Linked DNA regions of Mus musculus: region 2 is linked to region 1. A link is a contact called in public promoter capture Hi-C data. All regions are on one chromosome and are shown on one strand. The core of a region is the stretch at or near the end of the contact, and the rest is flanking DNA. Distances in the headings are between cores, read along the strand shown.

The links. Capture Hi-C pulls out chosen DNA fragments and counts their contacts.
Region 2: a promoter capture Hi-C map of adipose tissue shows a contact between it and region 1. The contact joins two enhancer-like sites. A contact is called at or near these places in 8 of 39 promoter capture datasets (the C10 cell line, cranial neural crest, frontonasal cranial neural crest and 5 more), 2 of 15 datasets of contacts at CTCF or cohesin (the NIH/3T3 cell line and large pre-B cells), 3 of 484 Hi-C or Micro-C datasets (bone marrow-derived macrophages, conventional dendritic cells and nephron progenitors), 7 of 115 datasets of contacts at active chromatin or transcription factors (embryonic basal ganglia, embryonic fibroblasts, embryonic stem cells and 3 more) and 3 of 9 other capture datasets (adipose tissue, bone marrow-derived macrophages and liver).

What each region holds. Positions count from the first base shown.
Region 1 is chr12:40,242,470-40,245,799 of GRCm38.p6, forward strand. The region is part of intron 2 of Gm40403 (a long non-coding RNA gene); the gene reads right to left. Among named protein-coding and RNA genes, the nearest start is that of Gm40403, 4.0 kb to the right of the region's middle. Within about 2 kb of position 1,697, at least 55 of the 459 cell types and tissues checked have an H3K27ac peak or open chromatin away from gene starts, as enhancers often do. A contact at or near this core is called in adipose tissue and neural stem cells, where this site is marked.
Region 2 is chr12:40,787,007-40,790,336 of GRCm38.p6, forward strand. It overlaps Dock4 (dedicator of cytokinesis 4), which reads left to right. Exons shown (of 53, transcript NM_172803.2): 31 at 1,222-1,370; 32 at 3,070-3,155. Among named protein-coding and RNA genes, the nearest start is that of Immp2l, 240 kb to the right of the region's middle. Within about 2 kb of position 1,710, at least 66 of the 459 cell types and tissues checked have an H3K27ac peak or open chromatin away from gene starts, as enhancers often do. A contact at or near this core is called in adipose tissue and neural stem cells, where this site is marked.

The DNA.
Region 1 (3,330 bases), core at 447-2,946:
TTGGACTTTTTGCCATGAAATCAGGTCTCATGTAGCCTAAGCTGGCCTTGAACCGTCTACATAGTTGAGGATGTTGCTGAACACTTGATCCTCCTGCCTCCAATTCCCAGTTGCTTGTGTCATATGGGTGACATGCGATAGCACATCTGGTTGGAAATGACTTTTTCTTTCTTGAGGGATGATGATGGTTATCCCCCTGTGGGTTGGCTGGTGTCACAAGCCTCACTTTGCCTCTGATCTCTACCAGCAACATGTTACAGGCCTGGAAGTGTGAAGAAGAGCCCCAGGAAAAATCTGGTAGGGGCCTTCACCACAGCACTCACAAGTGTCCTCTGAGGGAAACACGTCCTAACTTTATTTTACTTCTCTAGAACTTTCCCCGTGATAGTACCCGCTCGATATAAAACTGAAGGACTATCAACACACAGCGGAAGAGGCCTCCAGCTTTTGTAACACAAGGCTGAACAGAGCGATGCCTCAGCCCTAAATAAGAGCACTGTGAGAGTGAGACGTTTATTGAGATTACCGAGATAATAAATTGATACGACGAGAACCGTCTTAGTGTGTCTGAATGAGAATCTATCGAAGCAGATGGGGTCTTATGAGGAGAAAAAGCTTAGAAAGTGAAATTAGATTTCTCGTACATGACGGAGCAGCTGCTCAGATAAGAGAAGAACCCTCAGAAGTAATTTATCAGGTAACGATGTCGCTAACAACAATGATGAGGGAATGGGTCAGACCAGCCCTATGACTGCAGATGACAACAGGCTCTATTCCAGATATTGGGACTCCTGAATAATGAATATCCAAAGGCTTATATTCTAAAATGTAAGATGCCTTTGATTCAGCATCAATAAACAGAATTCTGAAGTGTGGTCACATGCCACGGTTAAGGGTGATGTTTGCCCAGTGTCAGATGGATTCTGTGGGAAGGAGACTAGCGAGAGCAGTCACTGCTGATCGATGGCTGGAGGGTCCAGAGAAAATGACCAGCAATCAAGAGAGCTGACGGAACTGCAGCTGTCTGGGGGTCAGGTGCTGATAGTGGAAGAGCTGGGAGTGGGTTTGGCAGGAGTGGATTCAGGTTTTGTGTCTGCAGTTAAGACCAACTGAAACAGGGTTGGGACCACTTTCAGAGAGAAAAAAAATATAGATTTTTAGAAGACAAAAATTTCAGGGCCACTTCTCCAGAGCCTTTGAAAAGGATCATGCAGGAGGCTCAGCTAAGTCTCAACGGTCTCAGAGAACCACCTCATGGGTCAGTCACTGTGACTTTTCTCATTACTGTTGACAACACGCTGGACAAAAGCAACCAAAGGAAGGAGGAGTTTTCTCCTGAGTTAAGAAGGAAGCCAGATCGGGGTGGGGGTGGGGAGTGAGGGGTGAGAAAACGACACATTATGTTAGTAGTCAAGACTCACAGAGTAGGCTGGGCGCTGAGGTCACTTGGTACATGGTTCTTGTTTAGTAACTGTCAGGCGCCCACTCAGCTTACAGGCGGTGCTGCCTGCTTTCAGGATGAGACTTCCCTCCCTCATCAGGTAAATCAGTTGATCTTGGCGAGATCTGACTCACCTAGAGGTGTGTCTCCTTGATGTCAAAGCCAGTTGATTAGACAGCAGAGATTAGACACACCGCAGTAAGAACAAAACCTCCAAGGCTGTTGCGCTCACAGGCTGGCCCTGGGCCAGAGCCCGGGAATGCTCCAGCTTTTGTAACACAAGGCTGAACGGCTTGTTCTTCCGCAGAATGGTGGTAGGCCTTGATTGATCTCCATTTTTTCTCTTTAGCCATTAGGTCTTTTTATTTCCTAAGCATCTCTCAAACTCATTTCCTTTCTTCATCCTTACCGTTAGGACCTGAGACCTGGTGATCACTCCACTTCTAAAACCCTCCAAATTGGTGCCTTTTCCACTCTCCCAGACTTTTTAGAATTATATTCTTCATCCCATGGCTCAGAATACTCCCTCTGCGGGTCTGACTCTATGACAGACACTTCCTAGGGCCTTCTGTGATCTTGCCTTAAACCTGTAGTTTTCAGGATCTGGCTTTAGCCTTTGCAAAGTGCCCAGAAACCTTTGTTAATTCTTTGAAAGTTCTCACATCTAAGTTTCTGCTTTCTGACTTAGACCACTAAAATCCTCCTTTTCCACAGCCCTCTTTATAATACTGCCTTTTCGGGTATGCTGATGGGTAACTTTATGTTTAAAATTTTAAAATCTCTATGCTTAAGGAAGCTATGAAGCAAAATTAGACCTCTAAATGTTAAGTTTTAATGAGGTTTAGTTTTGTTTGTTTGTTTGTTTATTGCTGTTTCTGTTTTCTAAACAAAAGCTTGTAACTTTGTATTCTCTGCCTTTATAAACCCCTGATGGAGGTGGATGGGCCCAGCATTGGCGAATCCCAAGTCCAGGTATAGACCTGGCACCAATATCTGAATAAAAGGCTCTTCTTTGTCGATATTTATTAATGCTCACTCAGACTGGGGAATCTCTGAATGACCCCAGACCCACACATACTGTAGAGGCCTTCTCTAACACCCACCTCTCTACGCTCAAGCCAGGACTTCCTCTGTAACCACACACACAGTACTCCATTGGGGCACTCAATATACCACGTTAAAAGCCCTTGCCTATGGCCGCTTTCCCCTCTCCTATTTCACCCATGCACCTGCAAGCCACATCTCGTTCATTTTTGTATCCCCAGAACTTAGCAGAATATAGGTCCTCACCACATCATTTTGAATGAATAAACAAACAAATGAATGACTGAGCCAGTCACACATAAGCCATCCTCTGTGACCAAACACAGAGGGACAAAAAGCAGAGAACTTAGACCTGGGGTGTACCCAAGTATATAGGTAGATGGAAGAAAGGAAGGCAAATAAATAAATAAATAAATAAATAAATAAATAAATGCAGGCTGCTGAGAATGTTTGCCAGAAAAGTAAGAGGATCCACAAGAATTGCATTGTCATTTTTGCTTTTAATCTGCAAGTTGTTTCTGGAATATATGCAAATTGCTTTTGGAAATGAGGCCCTTGGGATACTTGCTGAGCTGGTGTAATGGAAGGAGTCCCACTATTATACGGGACTTGGAGAGTGGCCCTGGTATCCTCCTCATGCCACCTCTGCTGCCTTGCCATCTGTGGCCAGCACTGATTTCAAACAGCAGTGAAAACAAGAGGAAGAAGGGACAAGCGACTAGCTTTAGGGAAGTCAGAGTTGCCTAAACTCCCAGACACGCCTGCCTCTAGCGTATGATGGTGCCTCTACTTATGTGTCAACACAGCCAAGGAAAACTTGGAAGAGTTTTAGCCACGAAAGGAAG
Region 2 (3,330 bases), core at 460-2,959, 540 kb after region 1:
TTTCAACTTTCCTTTTTTTTTGTTTATAATCATGTAAGGAGTTGAAAACTCACAGCTATTTTTACTGGGATAATGTCTTACCCAGGAAAGGAGAGACCTAAAGGATTTCATGGACTCTGTGGATCAGTGGATCACAGGGTACAAAAGGAAGATATTGAACACCTCTGTTCACTCATGGGATTATCATGGGAAACAGTAAAGCTTGTATTAACTAAAATTAGATTAGACTAAAATGTTCAGCTATAAGAAGTAGTATTCCTTCCATGCTACTGGGACAGGGAGAGTTTCATCATGATGGAAGTGCTCATGGTCTGAGCATAGGAAATAATAAGAATCTTGCAATAGAATAAATCAGAAAATGTTTGCATGATTGTATCTAAAGAGGAAATGCTGTCTTCCATGAAGCCAGCTACCCTCAGCTCAACCCCCGAGCTTGTCCTAGGGTTCCTAGATTGGAACTTTGGCATCATAGGCTTTTAGCCCTGATATTGAGAAAGAATGTATCCTTCAGGGCATGTAGTTTTCTTACTGTCACCTGTGTCCCTGCTGCTGCCTGCCCTCCTTTGTCCTGAATCCTGGCTATCATACCTCTTAGCATTTGCTTATACACCAGTTGGGTTCAATACTGTTATGTTTTAATCCTTTCAGAAATAAGTTTGAGGGGGTTGCATTTAGACTTTTGTTTAGGCTGTGTGTTATGTATTTATTTTTCTTTAAAATACAAACAGAAGCCAGTTTTTCTTACATAAAAGAATTTGCAGTTTTACCACCCAGAGATAACAGCTGTGGTTTCCTTAGGGATATCCTCTAGCTTAGTATTTTTTTCCATATATTCTGTGAGTAGGAGTATTGTGTACTTGTATTTCTATGTACCTAGTGTACACCTGATGCCACAAAGGCCAGAAGACATCAGATATTTGGGGACTGCTGATGCAGGAGCTTATGAGCCACCATGTGGCTTCTGGGTGATGTGAACTACAGAACCATCTCTCCAGTTTCTTTTATATTAACTGCATCCATTTTTTTACAAGCATGTACACTACTAAAATATTTCTATTTCTGCCATTTTAATTGTATGCTATGGGTTCTTTTCTTATCTGGGGCGATAACTGTAGTTCAGTATTTTATGATACTAGTTTTAACTAAATTTTTTAATAGTAATCTTTTTGAAGTCTTATTAAAACCTAATATACTGAAACGCGAACATTTTGCTTAATTTAGGAGAACACAAACTTCATTTCATCCCTGCCCTGATTGGGCCCTTTCTGGAAGTAACCTTGATACCCCAGCCAGATCTCCGGAATGTCATGATTCCTATTTTTCACGATATGATGGACTGGGAGCAAAGAAGGAGTGGCAACTTTAAACAGGTAGGCAGTATTGCTCATCAGGACTGACAGGGGGTGTCACTTCCCTGTCTGGCGTCTTCACAATTTCTCCATTCATCTCTCTGTGGAGAAATGAACACTGGTTCAATGGCCCCAGAACCAGGTGAACCCGTTCTCCCTGTACCACATAGCCTTGGATACATGCCTCTGGCTTTTTGTTGCCCTGAGCCTCCAGGGAAACCCTGGAATCCCATCTTATTCCTTTCACCAAAAACAAAATTCTTTGACATTCCAGATCTGTATTTAAGAATGTACAGAGAGGGTTGTTTGCTCCCAGCTGGCCGGGACTCAGAGGAACTGGAAGGTTAATGACTCTTTCAGCCATTGAGTTCTCAGTGGTCTGCACATTGTGTTTGCTGAATGGCTTAGCTCTGAGCATTTGATTCACAGTGTGTTTTATTGCTCTTAGCTTGGAGCAATGAAAATTAATTTGAAGGAGAAAGCAGTGGAAAATCTCACAAAGGAAATTCCAAGGGGATGAATCTATCGTTTCTTGCTGACTTCGGTTCTAATAGTGGTGCTCCAGTTTGAGGAAGACAGACATCCTGATTGCAAAATCAGATCTGTAAAGAATCAGCCACTTTTGCTGGTCCAAGTCTGTTGGGGGAAGTAGGAAAAACATGCTCTCACATATTGACTTCTCAAACTTGCTTACCCACAGGATGTGGCCCACCTCCATACTTCTCCACATGAGGCCTTCTTCAAACCTCAGAAAAGTGCTTGTCATCTGTATAAGCAATTTGATTGCATGCATAGACCTTTCCTATTGCCAAGAGTGTGGGCATTTCTCTTGTTATTCGTATATACATTTATTTTTAAGAAAGCTAATGGCTGAGTGAAAAGCTATGAACACACTGTGCTTGGTAGGGGGTCCCACTTTCCTTCCCTCTTATCTTTATCTCCTGATTGACATTTGCTTTAAAGAAATAACTGGGCTCAGTCCTTTGACAAAGTTGAATATTCGTCTCAAGCCCAAATTGCTTTAACACTGGCTAAAGGTTGTCATTTTCTCTTGCCTCGTTTAGATAAAGGGAAATTTTTCCCTTTCTGATATTCAAGTTATAAAGAATTTATGTCCTTGAAAATATAAATGTTTTGACTACAGTTTTCAGGAAATATGTCCTTTCACTCTCCTGCCGCTTACTGCTGACTTAGACTATTTCTGTGGCTCTACCATCTGTACATGGCTAGGATGGATTCTCAACTTCAGCAAAGATTTAGTGCAACCTCAAACTGTTTTAGGAAAGAAAACAGATAAAAAGCACATTTAAGATTTAAATTAATGTATTTGGGCATGCTAGTTTGCTGATGTTCTCAGATATAGTGATGTAAAAAAAAAAAAAGAAAAAGAAATGGGACTTGCCAGTTTTTATAGTCCCTAAAAGAAGAACCGAAACATTTAAATTGGGCTGCTAGCATTTATGTTGGGATCCCAGATAGATAGATGCTGTCCTTGGCAGCAGAAGAAGCTAGCTAGCCAGGAGTATGAAGTCATGTTGACTGCATCTAAATTAGTCCCCTAGAATTCCAAAGGGAGGCTTGCTATTAACCATGGCTGACAATGTCACTTTGACAAAGTGTATCACGGCTTTCCCCTGGCATAAAGAAATACATACCAATTTGCCTAAAAATCTTGCATGGGAAGTGGGAGGAAGGAGAGTGATATTTGGGTGTATTTCAGGTGGAGGCCAAGCTAATTGACAAATTGGACAGCCTGATGTCGGAGGGCAAAGGTGATGAAACGTACCGTGAGCTCTTCAACAGTATGTGAGTAATGTGTTTCTCTCCACTTGGTTCTATTCAGGACATCTGGTGTCGGTCCTGAGCCGTTCTGCACCACAGTAGACGAGAGCTACAGAGACAGCTTGGGTCTCATAGGAGAGCTTTGTCTTTGTGGAGTGTGAAATAAAGGATAATTGCCTACCTCTAGCAAGTGGATCTT